Linked DNA regions of Mus musculus: all the other regions are linked to region 3. Evidence: chromatin contacts called from public HiChIP or PLAC-seq, Micro-C and promoter capture Hi-C data. All regions are on one chromosome and are shown on one strand. Each heading gives the region's core, a stretch centred on a gene start, on an enhancer-like site or on the middle of the called end of the contact. The rest is flanking DNA. Distances are from core to core; before and after follow the strand shown.

What was found. Promoter capture Hi-C pulls out the DNA fragments that hold promoters and counts their contacts. Hi-C and Micro-C count contacts between places; a contact is called where the count stands out from the background. HiChIP or PLAC-seq counts read pairs in DNA pulled down with a chosen protein or histone mark.
Region 1: a FOXA1 HiChIP or PLAC-seq map of pancreatic cancer cells shows a contact between it and region 3. The contact joins the promoter of Ncoa5 here to the promoter of Tomm34 in region 3. A contact is called at or near these places in 2 of 39 promoter capture datasets (liver and pre-B cells) and 1 of 115 datasets of contacts at active chromatin or transcription factors (pancreatic cancer cells).
Region 2: a FOXA1 HiChIP or PLAC-seq map of pancreatic cancer cells shows a contact between it and region 3. The contact joins the promoter of Wfdc11 here to the promoter of Tomm34 in region 3. A contact is called at or near these places in 4 of 39 promoter capture datasets (cranial neural crest, frontonasal cranial neural crest, liver and 1 more) and 3 of 115 datasets of contacts at active chromatin or transcription factors (acute myeloid leukemia, large pre-B cells and pancreatic cancer cells).
Region 4: a contact with region 3 is called in a promoter capture Hi-C map of erythroid cells, with 10 times the contacts expected there. The contact joins the promoter of Pcif1 here to the promoter of Tomm34 in region 3. A contact is called at or near these places in 3 of 39 promoter capture datasets (the C10 cell line, erythroid cells and neural stem cells) and 1 of 115 datasets of contacts at active chromatin or transcription factors (memory CD8 T cells).
Region 5: a contact with region 3 is called in a promoter capture Hi-C map of pre-B cells. The contact joins the promoter of Tnnc2 here to the promoter of Tomm34 in region 3. A contact is called at or near these places in 10 of 39 promoter capture datasets (the 3T3-L1 cell line, 3T3-L1-derived adipocytes, the C10 cell line and 7 more), 1 of 15 datasets of contacts at CTCF or cohesin (large pre-B cells), 5 of 115 datasets of contacts at active chromatin or transcription factors (the 230-238 cell line, astrocytes, craniofacial prominence and 2 more) and 1 of 9 other capture datasets (liver).
Region 6: a Micro-C map of embryonic stem cells shows a contact between it and region 3, with 5 times the contacts expected there. The contact joins the promoter of 2310001K24Rik here to the promoter of Tomm34 in region 3. A contact is called at or near these places in 1 of 39 promoter capture datasets (neural stem cells), 1 of 484 Hi-C or Micro-C datasets (embryonic stem cells) and 1 of 115 datasets of contacts at active chromatin or transcription factors (pancreatic cancer cells).

The regions. Positions count from the first base shown.
Region 1 is chr2:165,033,320-165,036,911 of GRCm38.p6, reverse strand. It overlaps Ncoa5 (nuclear receptor coactivator 5), which reads left to right and starts at 2,133. Exons shown (of 8, transcript NM_144892.1): 1 at 2,133-2,229.
Region 2 is chr2:164,672,483-164,676,142 of GRCm38.p6, reverse strand. Wfdc11 (WAP four-disulfide core domain 11) reads left to right here and starts at 2,056. Exons shown (of 5, transcript NM_001161806.1): 1 at 2,056-2,128.
Region 3 is chr2:164,069,297-164,072,777 of GRCm38.p6, reverse strand. Tomm34 (translocase of outer mitochondrial membrane 34) reads left to right here and starts at 1,609. Exons shown (of 7, transcript NM_001291155.1): 1 at 1,609-1,865. The coding sequence starts at 1,739.
Region 4 is chr2:164,877,064-164,880,641 of GRCm38.p6, reverse strand. Pcif1 (PDX1 C-terminal inhibiting factor 1) reads right to left here and starts at 1,274. Exons shown (of 17, transcript NM_146129.3): 1 at 1,153-1,274. It overlaps 4930445K14Rik (a long non-coding RNA gene), which reads left to right. Exons shown (of 2, transcript XR_003953757.1): 2 at 601-3,578.
Region 5 is chr2:164,778,370-164,781,950 of GRCm38.p6, reverse strand. It overlaps Tnnc2 (troponin C2, fast), which reads left to right and starts at 2,217. Exons shown (of 6, transcript NM_009394.2): 1 at 2,217-2,288. The coding sequence starts at 2,286.
Region 6 is chr2:163,470,598-163,473,948 of GRCm38.p6, reverse strand. It overlaps 2310001K24Rik (RIKEN cDNA 2310001K24 gene), which reads right to left and starts at 1,404. Exons shown (of 1, transcript NR_028122.1): 1 at 946-1,404. Fitm2 (fat storage-inducing transmembrane protein 2) reads left to right here and starts at 1,320. Exons shown (of 2, transcript NM_173397.4): 1 at 1,320-1,546. The coding sequence starts at 1,374.

The DNA.
Region 1 (3,592 bases), core at 884-3,383, 960 kb before region 3:
TTGCTGTGGTCATGATGTCTGTTCACAGCAACAGAAACCATAATGGAGACAATAAACTAGTTGACATGATTCCTAATTTTTTAAATTGAGAATGTATTTTAAGTATTTATTTTTATTTTCTGTGTATGAGAATATTGCCTAAATATTATGTCAGTGTACCACGTTCATAGGCAATGTTTGCATAGGCAAGAAGCCTGCAAAGGATAGTCTGAAACTGAAGTTAAAGACAGTTGTGAGCTAACAGCCTAGGTTCTCTGCAGGAACAGCAACTGCTCCTAACTGCTGGGCCATCTCTGCAGCCCATACCTTAGGACCTATTTTACAGAAAAAAGGGTAAGTGTCTGTGGATTTTTTTTTTTTTCCGAGATGGGGTTTCTCTGTGTAGCTCTGGCTGTCCTGGAACTCACTCTGTCGACCAGGCTGGCTTCGAACTCAGAAATCCACCTGCCTCTGCCTCCTGAGTGCTGGGATTAAAGGCGTGCGCCACCACTGCCCGGCAATCTCATACATTCTTATAATCATTTTTTACAACCGTTTCGCCTGTGTGTAAAGTTAGTTTCTAGTTACAGCCCAAGAATGACTTCTTCCCACCAGCACGCATCTCAGTGTGCAGCTACACACTCTAGTGCAATTTCTTCTTAGTTTGAGCTCTATCTTTCTGCTAGCCTCTACTCTCCAAGAGGACAGAAGGTGCTAAGATGTGCTAAGATGGTGCCTAGCACGTAGATACATATCAAGTCACAGTGTCTTTTAAGCAATTATTTTATAATTAAAAAGTTTTGAGGCAGGGTCTCCCTTGCTGGCCTGCAATTCCTTATTTATAGGCTGGCCTTGACTGCACAGTGGTCTGTCTGCCTGCTTCTGTCTCCCGAGTGTTGTTATTAAATATGTATAGTGATACCGGGCGTCGTGGCACACGCCTTTAATCCCAGCACTTGGGAGGCAGAGGCAGGCGAATTTCTGAGTTCGAGGCCAGCCTGGTCTACAGAGTGAGTTCCCAAGGCTACACAGAGAAACCCTGTCTCGAAATACAAACAAATATATATATATATATACAGTGACATACCAGATGGCTTTTGTGTTTTAATGCGTGCGTGTGTGTGTGTGTGTGTGTGTGTCTGTGTCTGTGTGTGTGTGTGTGTGTGTGTACATGGGGTTGAACTCAGGTCATCAGACTAGGCAGCACACACTTTTGTCCCCAGAATCACCTTACCAGCCACGCTTTGAGGTCTTTGTAGCAAATGTACAAGAAACAGTGAGTCAACTAGCAGAATGAATATAGGATCCGATGTTTAAAGAAACTGGGCTTCTCACAGTGTTCAAATCCCACAGTCACCAGTTTAGTTGGCCTGTATTGTTCAGGAGGAAGACGAGGCCCTACGGCATTTGAGGCACGAGGCGATTCATGTAGCCGGAGCTTTGATTCATGGAGAGCATTTACAACTGTAAATTCCAGTCCCTGTGACAAACTCTAGATTAAAAGGGGGGAGGGGGGACCCACACCTTTTTTACATGCTTCGTGGTCGACAGTAACGTTGAAGTCAATTTTTGACCTTGAATATTTCTCAAAGAAATATCTCAAGAAAAAAACCGTAATATATCTCCAGGAGCCTCTTGGCTCCTAGAGACAGCTAGGCAACTAATAGGATCCACAATGTATTTAAATGCAAATTTAAACCCAGCTTTTTCTTCACCTCTCTGCTCTCTTTGTTCCTTGTGATCAGGTTTGGGCACTGCACATTTTCCATCTACAAATGCTTGGCCTTTCGGGGCTTTAAGTTTTACAGGGATGAAAGTACTGGGGGACTTGTTCTTGTTACACAGTTATGGATGAGGAAAGGGGATCTGGAAAAGGGAAAAGCCAGACAGCAGTCCTGCGCGGGGCGCAGGCGTGGAGCGGGTCCTCCACTGAGACCCCGTTACTAGGCAACCGCTGGCGTTCTCAACCGCCGCCCCAGAACCACCGCCTCGCCCCCGTCGCCAAGGAGATGGACGCCTCAGCTCAGCCCTGCCGTAAACCCGCAGGCTCTTTACGACACTGCCGCGGCCGCCGCTGCGTGCGCGCCCTCTGCCCCTACCTCCACACTCCGCCCCGGCCGCCATTGCCTCGTGCCCGCGCTAGTCGGTTGGTGGCGCCTTTGTCCTACGGCGGGCAGGTGGGCAGAGGCCGAGGCGGCAGCGGCGGGCCTGAGGCGGAGGAGCGGCGGGGAGGCGGCCACGCCGGTAGCGGTGAGTGCCGGGGAGCGGTGGCCGTCCGCCGAGGCGTAGTACTGATGGGCAGGCGGTTGGGGGGGCGACGGGGACGCTGAGGCGGGAGGGCCCGTTCGACGCGCGGCCTGCTCTCCGGGCACGCGCGAGGCTGCGCATGCCCCGGAGCGGGGCGCGGCTGCCTCCGGCTCCGGTCCGGTCCGGTCCGGTCCGGCCCAGACCCGAGTCTGGCGGACCCAAGTAGGCGAGCGAGCGACTGACCGTGCGCTGAGGTGGGCACCGCGGCCCGTTTCGGTCGCAAGCTGCTGAGGCTTCTTTGTAGGATCGAGCACGCCCTGCACTCGAGAGTCTGTGAAGTCGCTCGCCCGGGGCTTTGGTGGGCGAGGGGAGCTCTTGTGAGTCAGTGGCACTGGAGGGCTTCGAACCCGGGTCCAGGATACCGGTCTCGGCGGCGGTGTCCAGGCGCCAAGCAGCCTAGGGAGCGCTGTCGCCCTGGGCGTATTCTCGAGATGTCAACTTGTGTGACAGCTCGCCCATTCTATGGACGTGGACCCTAGGCCCGGAGAACCGGGCGAGAGAAATTGTGCCGGAGGTTCGTACGGACACGGCGCCGGAACCTACTGGCTTCCCAGGGCCCTTCCCGCACCCCGGTAGCGGGTCAGGGGCTTTGCTTAGGACCACGTCTCCCCAGCTTCCGTCCCTCGCGCTGCACCTTTACAAGTCCGCCTACATCTGTACTAGATACCAAATGTTAAATGTTTTTCTTTAAACTGACTCTGACCCTCCCTCCTTAAATGCATTTGTTTAAGGCGGAAATTTTGAACCCCAAACGGTATAATGGAAAGCCAGTTATTTCTCTAACGCTCATAAAAAAAATAAATACCTGTCTATTAAAATAAACACTTGTGTCCTTGTTCCTCCTGAAGTTGTGCGCTCCAGGCTTTGGGAACCGCTGCCCTTGGAGTACGGGGTTAATTGTCATGTTATGTCTTTCACTGTATATGGAATTTTTCCCCCTGCGGCATTCCAGCTCCCATTGCAATGTCCCGGGGTGTCCCGGGATCTTCAGGGTGATGATAAATATTCTGAGCTTTCTCATTGTAAAAGGTTGTCCTTTAGAAGCGCTAATCTCAGGAGCTGCAAGAACCATCCCTCAGATGTACTGGGTGTGTTTCCTCGCTTTCTTACAGTATTGTGGTGTGGTAGCCACCTTGAAAGTTCATGAAAGGATGCTTCTGCAAACCCTGATGTGGCTTTTGACCACAGAACACTTAAACTTGTATCTGTCTGAGTGTGAAAAAGCAACTTTGTATCAACATTTTGGAACAAGGCTCTAGTTTTGCCTTGTGGGGATTGGAGACCACTTGACTGATGGTTAGCGTGC
Region 2 (3,660 bases), core at 807-3,306, 600 kb before region 3:
AGGAAAACAAATGACTTCCGAACTCATGGAACACGGCCCCCTGGATAGAACCACGGTGGGTGTGCCTCAGAGAGTCACAGCCCAGCGTCTACGCCTGTGAGAACTTCATGCTGCTGTGGAGTTCTGTTCTGCTTGCTGCCCCCACCTCCCTCTTCATGTAAGCGTTGTATGAAAGCTCTAAGGGGGCTTCTAGCCCCTTGCTGGCACAGTACTAATGTTTTTCAGGCATTGCTGCTGGAGCAGATTAACAATTCAATCACCACCCTAGGAAAGAACTTAGAAATATAGATCGTCAGCTAAGACCACCATCCTTAGAAAGCGTTTAGAAGAATAAACTGCCAGTCCAGTCAGGTTAAGATGTTTTTGCTAGTGGCTCTGATGTAGGAAATCGCAGGGAGCAATGCGAAGTTCAGAAAGGCACACGTTTATTAGTTAAGCTAGGGATTTTTTTTTAAGTCAGGGAACAAGAACAATGGCAGCGTTGGCTGACTTGACTCTTTTGCTGAAGCTGAGCCGGTGATCAGGTTAATGGATTTCTTGTGCCCATTTTTTTTGCCTTCAGCTTCCTGGTATGATTTCATAAAATTTGTTGATGAGGAGACGTGCATTCTGAGGATGTAAATTAGAAATGGTTTTGAAATAAAAGTTTAGATTTGTGATGTAAATTAGAAATGGTTTTGAAATAAAAGTTTAGATTTGTGATTCTTTTAGGTTTTGATAAGATTACTTTTGAAGATAAATAATAAAATAATCGATCCCTTGTAACTGCGAATTGCTGCCTGCCAGCAAGAAAAACATGTTGAGAAAAATTTCTTTGCTCGCTCACACTTTGTTAATCTATAACGAGTTGCTTAGTTATGAATGAATATGGGCTCTTGGGAATAATGTGTTTTCTTTACCTGTACTATGTAATGTTTGTTCCTGTGAAGGTTTTGGGGAACATACTGTTTTCTCATCGTCATTCACTAGAAAAAAAATAGACCTAATCACATTGTAATTCTATACTACTTGAAAGATTTTGCTGGGATAGATAAACTGTGGGAGAAAAAAAAATAGAGTTGTCGGAGCCTGCTTGTTGACTCTTTGCTCCACCCCCCAAACATACAGAGAAGTCTGCTGAGTGGTCAATTGCTGACTCTACTCTGGGCCTCTCCTCCATGCACCCTGTGGTGTCGAAGCTGGCCTTCGACCGTGTCCTCAATGAGCTCATGTATTTGAACACTCCCCCCCCCCCCCCCCCCGCCGAGTTGTTGGTGTTGTTTGGTGATGTTTTTGGGGTGATGTGGCCTTGCTGGAGGGAGTGTGGCACTGCTCAGAGCAGTGGATGCTCTGAGTTTTTAGCCTCCGCCCACTTCTGGTTGTCCCTCTCTAGTTAATGCGTAGTTAGATCATGACTTACGTCGTGATTGTTCAGCTTCTTGGTCCTCCCTGCATGCCTGCTGCTTGCTGCCCTGCCCTCCTGCCCTGGATTCCTACTTCTCGGGAACCAAAATAAACTATTTCTCCCATAAGTTGCCTTTGGTCATGGTGTTTTATCACAGCAAAAGAAAAGCAAGAACAGTAAATACAAAACTAAAGATGATAAATGCTCTTCATCCCTGACCTGTCTGTCCAGCCTCCAAGTCTAGATTTTACATTGATATATATATATGGCACATACTGATTTCTAATCTCTCCTGGATGAGTCATTCCTCCCCACTGGCATAAAACCCGTAAGAGACATGTTAGGATGATGCTCTCAATAGAGACATCAGAAGAAAGGCAGATGGGACTTTACAAAGGCATCCCACGCTGCTTCAGAGAAACAGGGTTATAGACCTTTCTCTCACACCCACATGACCCAGGCTTCTGCATGTGATAGGGAAGGGAGTCGGGTGGGTGCATCTTGTTCTGGCTTGACCTACTCTGCCTGCAGCGAGGAGAAAAGCAGGAAACAGACACGAGGTCCTGTATGTACCCACCTTAAGATCTGAGGTAGATCTGACTCACTTCAAAGTTGCATGATCAAAGCCTAAATGAACGACATTTATTCCTGTCATTACTTGCTCTGTGAGCAGAGGTTCCACTGTCCTGGAACTGAGGAGAGAGCGCCACTAGCCAAGTGGTTATCAGCGCCTCTGGCTGAGAGGTAGGTAGAGAGGGAGGCCCTGGGTTGTGACTGGCTCTGTAGAGACTGTGATTTGGGGCTTGCTTACCAGAGGTTCTAATGCGAGACCTTTTAACACAGTTCCTCCTCAAGCTGTGGTGACCCCCCCAACCATAAAATTATACTCATTGCTACTTCATAACTGTAATCTTGCTGCTGTGATGAATCATAATGTAAATACCTGTGTTTTCTGATGGTCTTAGGCAACCCTTGTGATAGGGTCATTTGACCCACAAAGGGCTTGAGACCTGCAGATTAAGAACACCTGGTTTAAACATTTTTCTTTGCCACAGAGTGATGGTGCATGCCTTTTAATCTGAGCACTCAGAGGCAGAGGCAGAGGCAGGTGGATCTCTGTGAGTTCAAGGCCAGCCTGGTGAATTCCAGGATAGCCAGAGCTATACAGAGAAACATTGTCTCAAAAAAAGAAAAAAAGAGTTGACTCTTTAAGATGTCAAGGTCATAAGAGATGAGAGGTTTCTGGCTGTCCGGAGAAGGTGGATTACTGAAGGTAGATGCCATCGTAGTCTGTTTTATCAATGTCCGACCCAATGAAGTTGGTAAATATGTCATGTCCATGTAAGAGAATGACCTTTTGGTAAAAGACACTCACTGAAGTATTTGGAAATGAGGGCAACAAATCAAATCAAGTCTCTGTCTTTCTCCGTGACACTTCCATACATACATAAAATTGCACCTCACCCTCTTTATTTTCAAGACAGGGTCTCACTATGTAGCCCTGGCTGACCTGGAACTCCATTCATAGATCAGACTAGCTTCAAACTCACAGAGGTTGGCCTGCCTCTGCTTCCTGAGTGCTGGGATTAAAGGTGTGTGCCACCAAGCCGAGCACGTACCTTGCTCTTTTAATTTATTTTTTTTGAGATTTATTTATTTATTTTTATTTTCATGCCTGTGAGTGGTCAGCCTGCCTGTCTGACTATGCACCATGTGCATGCAGTACCTATGGAGGTCAGAAGAGGGAGCAAGATTCCTCCTAGAACTGGAGTTTTCAAAGGTTGTGAGCTGCCATGTGGGTGCTGGGAATCCAACCTGAGTCCTCTGGAAGAGCAGCCTGTGTTCTTACCCACGGAGCCATCTCTCCCTGGGCCTTGCTGATAATGTCCTCCAGGTCCTCTCCATCCCTCCTCCCTTTGCTTGTCTGGTCCTCCCTCTAAGGAGATATTTCATCTTCTCTCTCTCTCTCTCTCTCTCTCTCTCACACACACACACACACACAGGAGAGAGTGTATATAGTGTAATCTATAGTCTGTGTATAAGAGGTGATATTTAGTCTTCCTGTCCTCCATTACTCCCTTGTGTTCCCCTCCCTTCCATTAGATCTTTCCCGCCCACTCATTAATGCCTTCTGCTTTTATGCCATATATAAGCTATACATTTATCTATTACATATTATCATATTTCTTATATTATACATTATATTATAATATGTAACACATATAATAACAGTATTAAACTTACATAATATTTTATATAAATATATAATTTATAAG
Region 3 (3,481 bases), core at 360-2,859:
CTCACATACATAAAATCAATAAATCTTTTTAAAAAAATAAAACTCACAGATTTCTGAAGTTCCGTCGCTGAGCCCTCACCGTTCTGTTTTTAGGGGCGTAGTGGGTATATTTTTAGTTTAGGGTTGTTTGTAGGGATTTGTTTGAAGCAGCATCTGTATATTCCCTGACTGGCCTGGAACATGCTATGTAGACCAGGCTGGCCTCAAATTCAGAAACCAACCTGCCTCTACCTCCTAAGTGCCGGGATTAAAGCGTCCACCACCAAGCCCAGCTCCAGTGTTATCCATGTGTATTCACTGTATTCATCTGTATCCATCTGTATTCACCCACTAAATAAGTTTTATGGTCCACAAGATGCCAGGCGCTTTCCAGCTTTCTGGAATCCTGATCCCGACATCTCAGGTTTCAGCTGATTCTCTGCCTCAGAGGCTCTCTGTGGCCTGCTCAGGTTTAACAGCCTCCACAGGGGTATTTCCTATTGTTTGCCTTCCCCAATCTCCAGGTTCTCCCAGCATCCCTCAGTGCCTACCTGCCATGCCATGCCCCCACCCCTGAACTTTAAGCCCAGAGGCTGGGCTGCCCTTCCCCCAGAGGCTCCTCCCTATATAATCCAGACACTTTGGTCTGCCCTTCTTTTCTCTCTATGCATAAGTGCCCTCCTTCTTTCTTTCTTTCTTTCTTTCTTTCTTTCTTTCTTTCTTTCTTTCCCCCTCCCACCCCCCGCCCCCCCCCACCCCCGTCCCCATGGCGACTTCCCTGGCCTCCTCCTTTGGGACCGGTGAACTTGCCCGAAAGCAGCTTCCCAATAAACCTGCCTTTACTATAATCTGGTTTAAATTGGCTCATTTCATCGGCAACGGAGAAATAACCTATCACCTATAACATCATTGTGTTTTCTTGGTTTTGTTTTAAAACAGGAGCTCAGCTATACTGTCCTTGGCCTCCAAAGTGGTGGAACTGCAGACCTCAACTTTGGATTATGTTGCTTCAATTTTTTTTTTAAGTGCATTATATTCTTTTGTGCGTATAAAAAATTTTCATCATTCTCACTCTATCCTATACAGTCCTCGAGGGTGCCTTAGACTTCCACACGTTTGCATCATCCCGCTCTTTGCTTCTTTATAGTATTAAGATCTTGACGAGCCGGGCGTGGTGGCACCCGCCTTTAATCCCAAAACTTGGGAGGCAGAGGCAGGCAGATTTCTGAGTTCGAGGCCAGCATGGTCTACAGAGTGAGTTCCAGGACAGCCAGGACTATACAGAGAAACCCTGTCTCGAAAACAAACAATCTTGACAAAAAGTATGTTTTCTCTTGGTCGTGGATTAATTGCTTCCCAGGTCCAACGGAGGGAAGATAGTCTGCCTCCTTCGGTGATTCAGCTGTCGCTTCAGCACTGGAGTGCCAGCCACCATCTTCAAACTTGTTGACCACGAGTTCCAGACAGAGCTCACGCCAAAGGCCTTGTTTCTCAACGCCCCCGCCTCCGACCCTCTTAGCTCCGCCCTTCCCTGGCCCCGCCCCTGGACAAGGAAGAGCGGCCGGACAGAGCTAAGGGCTTGAGCCCACTCTTCCGGCCGCTTAGCTCCGCCCCGTCTAGCCCCGCCTCGTCTGGCCCCGCCCCTCAGGGCCGGTCCACAGTGGGCCTTAAAGGCACGCAGCCCTAGCTTCCGGGTGGAAGCTGTTGCGCACCACTTAGCTGGGAAGTGCGTTGCTCCCTGTTTCCCAGCCCACCCGAGATGGCCCCCAAAGTCTCGGATTCCGTGGAACAGCTCCGCGCTGCCGGCAACCAGAACTTCCGCAATGGCCAGTACGGCGAAGCCTCGGCGCTGTACGAGCGCGCACTGCGGCTGCTGCAGGCGCGAGGTAGGAACCCGCCCCACGTTTCCCTCCGGGCCTGCGTCCTCCACCCGCATCCCCGCACCGGGCCTCCCGTTGGCCCAGCCTCCCTGGTTTTCCCTTCCCCGCGTCCAGCCGCCGCACCAGGCCCTCCCAGGGCTTGACCCCGCGATTCTTTCCGTCCCTGGCCGCCTAGCCGCGGCCCGGTCTACCATCACCACCCCCCACCACCCCCAGGCCAGTCGGCTGCGGGCCTTAAGGGCACGCATCCGCTGCTTCCACCCGGAAGCTGTTGCGCACTCCTCGGCGGGGAACGGAGGTGGTCCTTGTTTGCCGGCCTCCCGGGATGGCCCCCAAACTCTCAGACTCTGTGGAAGAGCTCCGCGCAGCCGGCAACCAGAGTTTCCGCAACGGCCAGTACGCCGAGGCTTCGGCGCTGTACGAGCGCGCGCTGCGACTGCTGCAGGCGCGAGGTAGGAACCCGCTCCCCCGTTTACCTTCCGGGCCTGCAGGCATCCTGCACCCGCATCGGCGCCCTGGACTAAGTGTTGATCCTGTCCTCTGGGTCTTTCTTTTCCCCGGGCCATCTGCCGCACCAGCCTCTACCACCACGCCCCCGCATATAGCTAGCGCACCTGTCCGCCCCTCATGTACTCATTTTAAAATTCAGTTGACTTTTGTATATTGACTGAATGTGGCTGGCGAGATGGGGTCCTTTCAAGGATAGAACTTCCTGGGGCCAGTTGTCTTACATTTGTAAGTAAAGGAGACCTCTGAGATTAGAACTATTAATACAAAGTAATGTGATAAGGTTGGATCCTTTAGAAAGGAAGTCATGGGCAACTTCTCAAGAGATATTTGAGATGTCCCTGAGTTGAGTGTCTAATGCATGCCAGGTGCGGAGACCCATCAGATACACTAAGCAGCATAAGCTATTAATGAGACAATTTAAGACAGGAAGTACACAAAACCTTAATTGTGTTGGTGCTTTAAACCCTCCAAAGAGTTGGGATTTTATCCCCTAATTGGAAGAGTTTTAAACAAAAGAACAGCATATTAACAATGCTCCTAACCTTTGCCCGAAGTTTCAGAAGCTTTGACATGAAGACAGCCTTGAGTCCCACTTTCTCTGAGTCCTCATTCTCATTTTCTCTCTTTCCTTCTTTTTTTATCTTAAAGATTTATTTACTATTATATGTAAGTACACTGTAGCTGCCTTCAGACATTCCAGAAGAGGGTGTCAGATCTCATTACGGATGGTTGTGAGCCACCATGTGGTTGCTGGGATTTGAACTCATAACCTCTGGAAGAGCAGTCAGTGCTCTTACCCGCTGAGCCATCTCACCAGCCCCATTCTCATTTTCTTGACCAGTGTTTGTTGCGTGGTTTTCTGTGCTGGATGTTATCTTTGTTTATCTTCACTATGACCAGATCAACCTGTAGATGAGGAATCCCAAAGAATTCATTGCCTTCCTAGGATGACACAGTGCAGATTGTTAGACCCAGAATTTGAATATAGTCATCTGATTTCTGAATCTGGTTTTATTTGTGGTCATGGGGTGGGGTTAATGTGCCAGAGGTGGCATCCCCGTGGAGCTGGAGTTACAGGTGTTGTGCACTGCCTCACGTGGGTGCTGGAAGCT
Region 4 (3,578 bases), core at 25-2,524, 810 kb before region 3:
ACAAGATTTTATTTTTAAACGCACCCCAGATGGGACTGGGAGACAAGATGACACACTTTTGCACTTTACACAGCTTGAAAATGTTAACTTGGAACTTGTTAAGTGCTGGTAATAAAGCTACTTAGTACACTGACTGCCCGGCATATGTGAAACCTAGGGTTATATCCCCAGTACCACATACACACACATTAGAGCCAGGTGTAGTGACAGACGACTTTAATCCCAGCACTAAAGACACAGGGTTTCTGTGAATTCGAGGGCAGCCTGTTCCACATAGTGAGTTACAGGATAGCCAGGGCTACACAGAGACCCTGTCTTTTAAAAATAAGATAAACTCGCGTAGATAGGTGCAGCAGGTCTCTGGCCAAAACGCCAGCTCTGAAGTTGGCCAGACCCAAGTTCAAGGCCGTGCTGCCGTCCTGACACCTACGTCAGAACCATCTGACCCCTGCACCGTAGTCTAGCGTTCTGTGGACTCTCGCTGCTGCTCCCATTAAGTGACTGTTTTCACTTAGCCTGTGCCTTCCGGACCCCCACGCATACCAAAGTCGGAGAAGCGCAGCGTAGTCTAGAGACAAACAACTGTATCTGCGCAAGCAGCGGAACTCGGACTAGAAAATGCATCCGATTCCGGGATTGGAGGAACATGGGCGGGATCACATACCAGAGTACCAATCATAACGCCCCGGCTCTGGTGGGCGGAGCCACGCAGGCGCACAGACGGGAACCCTCCCCCACCCCGCTCCCAGCGCGCTCCCGCCTGCCCCTCCCGCAAGCCCAGCGGGGGCGGGAAGTCTGGCGCGCGCGCGCCGGCCCTTCGCCCGGGCTCCGCCCCCCGCCCTGCCGCGCGCTCCCGCCCCCGGGCTGAGGCGACTCTGAGTCGGAGCCCGACACAAAGGCGGTGGCGACGGCGGCAGCGGCAGCAGCGAAGGGACCCTAGAGGCCGCTCCGCCCGGGCTCTCCGGGCCCACTGCACTCACCCCAGCCGGCAGTCCTGCTGCCCACCCGCGGCTCTAAGATGGCGGCGACGAAAGAGACCGGGCGAGCGGCAGCCCCGAGCGGGAAGCGCCGGAGGGGCCTCCGCCGTCCTGCTTCGGACTCCCGGACCCAGGCGCGGCACGCAGCGGGACCGTGGCTTCCTGGGGCTCTTACCTGCCCGAAGCGGACTCGAGGGGATGCGGCCACACGTTCTGCTCGACCGCCCGTTTTGCCGCCTCCGCCTCGCCCTCCCCAGCGCCGCTGCCGCCATCTTGTGTCCCGGGCCGGGACTCCGCGCTGCGCATGCGTCGGTACCGCCTCTGAAGGACCTCGCCACGGCCGCGCCGCCATCTTGAGTGTGGCAACGTTGACTGGCTCCCCAGACCTTGATGGCTTTCGCCCCCACCCCCCGCCCCCAACTCCCCATTTTCCGGTTGATCTGGGTGGTCCCTTGTGGTCCTGAGGATGGGGAAAAACAGCGTTGCTATTCTTGAAACGTAGGTGGGAAGGAAGGAATCTATCGCACACCCCTGCCTCAGTTTCCCTGCCGAACGCATTCGCAGGGGCTGAAGATCTAGGACACTTTAGGGGGCACGAAGCTGGTCTAGAGTCTTCTGGGGGCTCTGGCTCAGTTGCCGACATAGGCGGAGCGGTGACGTAGGCCCTGCACGTTGGGTCCTGGCCTGCACAGTGCTCTGCCGCTTCCAGCTGGTGTCCTCTCGGGGCCTCTGCCCTCTAAGGGTCCTGGAATGTTAACTCTCTCTGCCTAGAGGCCAGGTGACGAAGACGTGCAAATCGAACCTTTGCGCGTTAGCAACCTGCTCACAAATTGCTCTTGAATAGTCGTAGCTTTTGGAGGAGTGCAAATAGGGTAGATGTGGCTTTGGGCAGTTGTAAAGTTGTGAAGGCTGCACACAGCTTAGTGGGAGACGCTTCTGCAAGGGGCCATCGTCGGGCTCCCTTCCGGAATTAGGCTCCTAGCTCCACCCACTTGTGGCCTCCTAAGGAAGCTGTTGCCCAGTTAAGGTAACTTGAAAGGAGGACAAGTTTGCCACCTGCTGCTGGACTAGCGTAGCAGATGGCCCAGCTGGTCAGCCTCTCAGGTCTATGACGCTGTCGGCGCTGGCTGCCCAGTAACTTGGAGCTGGAATGTTGGGAGGTCAGGAAAAATGGTCAACAATATAAACTAGTAAGAGTTGGAGGAGGATCTTGTCTAGTCTGCCCACAGACACCTGACCATCGACCCCAGGTGTGTCCATCTTAGGGATTTTTTTGTTCTTTTGGTTTTTTGATAGTTCTGCTATATAACCCTGGCAGACCAGGAACTCAGCAGTCTGTCTGCCTGCTGGGTGCTGAAATTAAAAGCATACACCATCATGCATCTCGAATCTTGGGAGACTGATAAAGGGTCACTAGTTTGAGAGGTCAGCAGGGCTACAAGATACTTGCTTTAAAAAGGAAAGTTTAACTTGGGAGGCAGAGGCAGGCAGATTTCTGAGTTCGAGGCCAGCCTGGACTACAGAGTGAGTTCCAGGACAGCCAGGGCTACACAGAGAAACCCTGTCTCGGGAAGAAAAAAAAAAAAAAAAAAAAAAAGGAAAGTTTAAAAGGGGAGTTGGTTAGGGGTGTAACTCAGTGTTTCCCTAACCTCTGACCCTGTTCCAGTTCTGGTTTTTGGTTTGGTTTTTTTTTTTTTTTTTTTTTTAAAGATTTATTTATTATATGTAAGTACACTGAAGCTGTCTTCAGACACTCCAGAAGAGGGCGCCAGATCTCGTTACGGATGGTTGTGAGCCACCATGTGGTTGCTGGGATCTGAACTCCTGACCTTCGGAAGAGCAGTCGGGTGCTCTTACCCACTGAGCCATCTCACCAGCCCCTTGGTTTGGTTTTTAAGCTAGCCAGGTGCGATAGTTCCTTTACCCGCAGGACTCCTAGCTCCATAGGGAGTTCCAGACCTGATCTTTTTCAAACAAACGCAAATGGAGTCAAGAGTGTGCACACCTGAGACCCCCAACAGCACTGGAAAGGCAGAAGCAGGAGGAGGCTAAGTCGTACATCAGTCAGCCTGGCCTACACAATGTAGTGGAACTCTCAAGCAAAACCAGAGCAGTGCACAAGAGCTGGACATGGTGGTCCTTGTCTCTAGGTCCAGAGACTAGGGAAGCTGAAGGAGGAGCCTGGGTAACAGGGAAATGCCATCTGAAGAAGGAAAGACAAGCCTGCCTGCAGAAAGTCATTGCATCAACTACATAAAGTGGAGGATGGTGGCACTAAGGCCACTTTACCACCTCACCAAGCAGAAGCTCCTGCAGGTGGTAGTCTACTTCTGTAACAGTCGCTCCCTGCTTTTACAGCCTTGCTACCTGACACTGAGCCATTCTAAGACCAGCTTGATCTATCCAGCAAGATGCTGTCTGCCTCTGCCCTCCTGAACCCCTTTGTGTATTCCTGGGATGTCACTAATTTCCCCATGCTTTACATAATTCACCCTTCAGGTCCAGGAAGCCTTCCTGACTTCCACCTTCCAATTCATCCTCCCACTTCTGTATTCTCATGTTTTGAGCTTACAGGATTTGTCCACTTCCTTTGCCTGTCCT
Region 5 (3,581 bases), core at 968-3,467, 710 kb before region 3:
ACCCTGTGGGTTCTCAGGGTGTGTTTCCTTTGGACTTTCTCTGCTCTCCACTTTCACTCTACAGAGGATTAGCTAAACTCTAGGAAGAGGGGATCCCCTTTCATGTTTTCGTAACTATATGTGTACTTATGAAAATTTCATGTATAAGCTCACATCCAAACCCCAGGGGTTTCACGCTAGAAATACAAACTGAAGGAACAACATTGCTGACTGAGCTTTTTGCTCGTCTGGCGTGCTGGGGGGTGTGGCTCAGAGGGTAGACTGCTCACCTGTCGTGCATACAGCTCTGCTTTCAACTCTCAATATCAGATAAAACAAGGCATGGTGGTGTGTGTAAAACCCCAGCATCTGGAAGACAGAGGCAGGAGACTCAGGAGTTCAAGGTCCTCCCCAGCGACATAGTGAGTTCGAGGCCAGCCTGAGTTACATGAGACCCCGTCTCAAAAAAATATTAATCCTCTAAGTCACAGCAAACAGGCCACTCACACTCTAGAACCTAATTTTATAGTGGCAGGAAGAGTTCTAGGTATACAATATCTCGGACCAAAAAAAAAAAAAAAAACCCTCTTGCTGTCTTTATTATTTGGAGGACCCAGTGTTCTTACCAAAAAGTGGGCCCTGAACGCCTTTCCCCTGGCTGAGCAGACCTGGAGAGAAACTTTCTCCAGTGCTCATTTCTCCTCACAATGTGAACCTCACTCTCTTTACTCTGAACACTTCTAGGTGGTCCCCAGAGTCATGCTTGTCCAAATTTTCCCACAATGAAGTTACATAAGAATTGGCAAGGCTTGCCCGGCGTGGTGGCGCATGCCTTTAATCCCAGCACTCGGGAGGCAGAGGCAGGCGGATTTCTGAGTTCAAGGCCAGCCTGGTCTACAAAGTGAGTTCCAGGACAGCCAGGGTTACACAGAGAAACCCTGTCTCAACCCCCCACCCCACCCCCCACCCCCCACCCCCCACCCCCGCAAAGAAAAAGAATTGTCAAGGCTGCGGCTCAGTGCTCAAGAGCACTTGCTGTTCTTCCAGAGGACCTTGGTTCAGTTCCTAGCACCCACGTGGTGGCTCCCAACCGTGGGATCTGGTGTCTCCTTCCGGCCTCTTTGGGCCCTAGGCATACACATGACGCACAGACATATGCGCAGACAGAACATCCATACACATTAAGAAAATTACGTTTTAAAAGAATCGCCAGGGCTGGGGGTGTAGCTCAGTGGGTAGAGTACTTTATAGCATGCACAAGGCTGAGGCTTGAATTCCCACCCAGCGCTATAATCTAGCATGCCTATAGTCTCAGTGACTTGGGAGACTAAAGCAAGAGGGTCACTTGAACCCAGGATTCGGAGGGCGGCTCACTTGACAGGGCAGACTCTTTTGCAAAATAAATCAAAGGAGTTAAACAGGGTTTGGTGGTACATGCCTGTAGATCGAAGCCCTCTGGAGGTGGAAGTAGGGGGATTAGAACCTCAAGGATAACGTCGGCTACATAAGGGGTTCAAGGCCGGTCTGCACTATATGAGCTCTGGCTTCCAAAGTGAGGGAAAGAATTCCTCTATGGACTGTATGGCTTCTGCTGTAGTCAGATGGGGATAATAATAGTTACCTTCATGGAATGAATAGTAGATGAGATCACGGAATCAAGATGCTCAGCGTAGTGTGGGCACAGGTTGTGGGAGTTCAATACATGGTGTCACTAGCTCAATGCTACGCATCACTTCCCCTAGGCACCCAGCACAAGCTAGGTGACTTAGTCATCTGGGCTCATGGTTGCCATTTCTATCTTGGAGGAAGGTGTGCCTTGAGGGCCCTCACCATCCGCCCACATTCCCGTGGCTCAGGGGGAGAACAGAGTCGGGAATGAATGAATTTTGGACGTCAAGCCTGGGCTCTTCCCATTCTGCTGTGCCCTCCTTCTGGACATCCTCCCCCATTTTGAAACACATGTGCTGGAGTGGGGTGGGGGGAGGAGCTCCCCTAAGACAGTGGAGCAGGGCGGGGCCCTCCTCCTAAGAATCCAGGAGAACGCCAGAGAGTGCCACCTGCTCCGAAGCTTAAATTTCCCTGCAAAGGACCTTGGCTAAATTAGGTAATGGGCTAGGACTCTAGGAGGGGAGGGGCTTGCTGCCCCCTGCATCTGATTGGTCAGGATATCCAGTTCTGGGGAGGAGGGAGGAGGGAAGAGAGGATGCCCCTACAAATCCTGGGGGCTAGAGAGATCTGGGGCACCTTTGGGTGGTGGAGTGCGGAGGAGACAACCCACAGCGGAGGAGTCCCAGTCGCCAGCAACCATGGTAAGGACAAGAAGGGTCTTCACACTTTTGTCCCCAGGCTACTTCTAGGCCCCTCTCTGTCCTAGAACTGTGTGTTCTGTGGGCAGGAATATGGACATCTGAAGGTGGAAGGGTTGCCAGAACTCAAGTCCCGAGGAGATGTCCTATAAAGGCTATGACTTCTCTTGGGTGGGGAAGGCTGGCCAGGATAGTTCAGGAATTAATCTTCAAGGTTTATGAGTTCCTGGCCACCTTGAGGTTTGGAACAGTGCTATTGTGCAGCCAGAGCTGTGTGGAAAGGTCTTAGCCTGTCTGCTTCCACGGAGAGATGGAGAGCACGAGGGCAGAAAAGTGACCCAGCAGGGCAGACACAGAGTAGGCTTCATAGGCTCAGCCAAGCCTGTGGCGACCCAAGAAGGAAGGCTTCCTCTAAGAATCCTGAGGAGGATGGTTAGTAGGGTGGGTACCCGGCCAGCGTTAGAGCCTCTGACCAGCCACAGAGGGGGTCTGATCTGGACCTGCCACTTTCTTCTGCGTACCCCTCCTACTTGACTTGAAGAAGTAATTGGACTCCAGAGACCAGCTGCCATTGCCCATGCCCAACTAAAAATAGCCTATCCTCCTGGATCAGGCCAAGGGCCGGAGGAGGGAAGGAGGAACTGGGCCAGCTGGCTGAAGGATGTCTTGGGACTCGTCACCCCTTCTTCACCATCCCGAGTCCAAAGCCCTGACCCAGATGGCCTGGCTTGGATGTGTCCCAGAGAAATTCACAGAAATCTTACTTACATGCTCACATGTGGCATGCCAGGCCAACCCGAGTGAGCTACATAGCAAGACTCTCTAAACACCAAAGCCAGAACGTTGAAATGGAACAAAGGGTTTTTATTTTCACACCAGGGCAAGGCTCCGTCACATTTGACATCAAGAGAGGTGTTTACGCCGATGACCGAGTGGGAAGTCTTGCCTCTGAGAACTGTCTGAGGCAAAGCTGCCCATCTCTTCTTGTGGTCTCAGCGTCCAAGCGCTTGGCAGATGTTCTGTGACTTTTGCATTCCGTTATTTAGTTGAGGACAAATATTCATTGACCAACTGGTCAAGTCCCAGGCAGCAATAGGAGACAGGGAAACTAAAAGATCACCAGTGAATGGCACTAACACACTCAAGCCCTCTCTCAATCCTGATTTCTTATTATCTCTACAAAGTCATAGGAAGAGTGACTTGCCAAAGGTCACTGTTGGGGTGGGGGTTCCCCGACTACTCTCTGAAGAAACTGTGGGTATAACCTGTGTCCCTTTGGCACTGGGGATGGGCACC
Region 6 (3,351 bases), core at 155-2,654, 600 kb after region 3:
CTTGCCAATTTCCTTAGTGCAAATACTTCTATTGTGGCTGATTTCAAGCTTCCTGTGTGATATCACAGAAGGGAGAAGAGAGCACAGAGGTGTTCCCGGGAGGCACAATGGATACAGGTAGGCTCAGGCATAGATAAACCAGATGTGATGGGACATGCTTGTAATCCCAGCACCCAAGAGGGAGGCTGAGACAGGAAGACAACACAGGTTCAAAACCAGCCCTCTCTATAAAGTGAGTTCCAGGCCAGCCAGGGTCACGTAAGAGATCCTGTTTCAAAATAGACAAACAAGAACATAAATAATAATAGAACATAGTAAAATAATTAGAAAGTGATGGGTTTGAGTTTTCACCTTGATTTTAAAGTGCTAATCTATAAACTACAGTCACTAAGGAATAACTCATGGTTGGGAAGCCCTGACTTTGACACCTAACATTACGGGCTAGGAGCTTAGCTAAGGGACAAAACTGAGTGACTGAGTCACCAGTACCTCATGTGAGCTCTGCAAACCTTGGGAGCCCAAGATGTTCAGTCAACAACACAGTTGATTCATCCTTTTTTTTTTCAGCTGATTCATTCTTACATTTATTTACTTATCTATTTATCTGTATTTATTTATTTATTTAGTGTGTGTGTGTGTGTGAGAGAGAGAGAAAGAGAGAGAGAGAGAGCAACTTATGGGAGTTGCCTTCCACAATGTGGAGAGAGCAACTTATGGGAGTTGCCTTCCACAATGTGGATCCCAAGGACTGAATCCAGGTTATTTGGTTTGGCAACAAGTGCCCTTACTTGTCTCAAAACCCGAAGTGGCACATGACTTTAATCTCAGTACTCTGGAGGTCAAGTTTAGGGGATCTCTGAGTTCGAGGCCACCCTGGTTATACAGAATGAGTTCCAAGTCAGCCAGGTCTACTTGGAGAAACCCAGTCTGAAAACAAAACAAGTAAATAAGATTTAAATTTATTAATGACTTTGCAAAGAAATTTCATCTGAAAAACCCTATAACTGACCCAATATACGGAACTCCCAAACTAGCTCTTAAGAAAGGTGGGTCTCTTGTTTGTTTTGCAGATAAAGAAAGCGAGAATCCCATCCCACAAACATGAGGGGAGCAGGTTGCCCAGGCAAAGAGCAGCCTGCAGTGATCTCAGCCAGTAGCTTGGGGGCGATGAGTGGAAGCGGCGCAGGTAAATGCAGACCTGCACTCTGCAGAGACCCATCAAGGCCACTAGAGGGAGACACGCCCTCTAGGGGGCGGAGCTTGCAGGAAGCGCGCATGCGCCCAGAGGGGATGTGGTGGTGCCAGCTCGGGCGAAGGGTAAGACGGTGGCCGAGAAGGCTCTGGAAGGCGGACGGTAGCCGAGAAGGACCGGCATGGAGCACCTGGAGCGCTGCGCGTGGTTTCTCCGCGGGACGCTGGTGAGGGCGACGGTGCGGCGCCACCTGCCCTGGGCGCTGGTGGCCGCCATGCTGGCGGGCTCGGTCGTCAAGGAGCTGTCCCCGCTGCCCGAGAGCTACCTCAGCAACAAGCGCAACGTCCTCAACGTGTGAGTGCATCGGGCTCCGGGCCCCCGCGCCCCAAGAAGCCAGTTGGATGCTGGGGCAGGCGAGTCATCGGGAGGGAGCCCTGTCTTGACAGGCGCGTCCGCGCGCGTGTCGCGACACTGGGACCCTGGGAAAGCAAGTGACATTCGCGCCTAGTATGTGAGCATTCCGATAGGAGGATCGAGTCGGTGACGGGTGGGTTATAAGTGACAGTGGGTACATTGGAGCGGCTATTCCCCCGCCCCCAGAGTTAGGCGCTTGCCCCTGTCCTGTTCAGGGAGATGTCACCTTCCTCTTGCCGGCTAGTCAGACACCCCTCTCTTAACCACTGTGGCAAAAATCCCACCGTTGACTTAAAGAACCACCTCTAGACCCACCCACCACCCCAAGAGCTTTTGCCATCCCTGCCCCATGTTAGTAGAAGCAAGCGTGAAACCTTTCACTCTGGTGACCTTTCTCCTGGATCTCCTTGGACTTTCTCAGTACTCTAAAGTGCATGGCAGTCACCCAGGAAAACAACCCCAGCCGATCTCGTTGGGACATCTCTCAAACTCCACTTATTTCTTTCCTAGTCCTTTAGAAACACTTACATCGTAAGTTTATTGCACAACACTCCGTTGGAGCTAGACAGGGAGTTTGGAAGATGAAATTGCTCCATCCATGTGAGCTTAATGCTTCAGACTAGTGAGTGTCTCCAGCTTGTGGACAATCTGCCTCTCTTGTTAATCTACTTCAAACCCGGTTTTCTCTTTTGGGCAACTGAGTCAGGTTTCTGACAGACCTTGGTTTTAACGAGGCTTTCCTTGTCAAGCCTGTGAAGGTTTTAGTAATGGGCCCTTTGGTGGCGTCTGAGAAACTACTGGAACCTAGGGAAGAAGAGCCCTGTCCTTGGCCCACCTTCATCCTTCCCCACTCGTAGTGGCTGGTCTAAGAATAGAGTGTAAGGGTGGTAGTTGTTCCAGATCTCTTTGGTGGGTGTTTTCTGCCCAGATCTCCAGGTCAGCCACCTTTCATGAGCTCAGAGGAGGCAGACATGGCAGATGTTGCTGTATCTGGCCTAATGAACCAGGAGCCCAGCAGCCTGGCACGCCAATTGTTTAGGGGTAGCCATGGATTCTAATGTTTTGTTCCAAGACATGATGCTGATTAATGGGAGGGAACTGGCAGTGACTCACTGGATCTGGAAGAGATTTTAAAAACGGTTTGGTGCCTTTGGCTTTTCTAGCTGAGGGAACTGAGGCCTGAAGATAAATAAGAGTCAGAATCAGGATTCAAACCATGGTCTTGTAGCTTGAACTAAAGCTTGCTCGCTTTCTTTCTTTCTTTTTTTCTTTCTTTCTTCTTTTCTTTCTTTTAAAGATTTATTTAATGTATATGAGTACGTTATAGCTGTCTTCAGACACACCAGAAGAGGGCATCAGATTCCATGACAGATGGTTATGAGCCACCATGTGGTTGTGGGAATTGAACTCAGGACCTCTGGAAGAGCAGTCAGTGCTCTTAACTGCTGAGCTATCTCTCCAGCCGGTAAAGCTCTTCCTTATAAGACTTACCAGCTTTGTAGAATAGAACACTAGTGTGGTCGAACAGACATGAACTTTGGGGCTGTGTAAAGTGTGGCTCAATCTGTTTGCCGTTGTGTATGTGGCCTTGGCAAAGTTCAGTTTTCTGAGCCCCCAGAGCTATCTGTGAAATGGATCAAATGAAGGCCGGCCATACAAACTCAATTGATAGAGTGCTTTCGTAGCATGCACACAGGTTTGAACCCCAACACCACATAGAACTGGATGTGGTGCCTATAATGGCA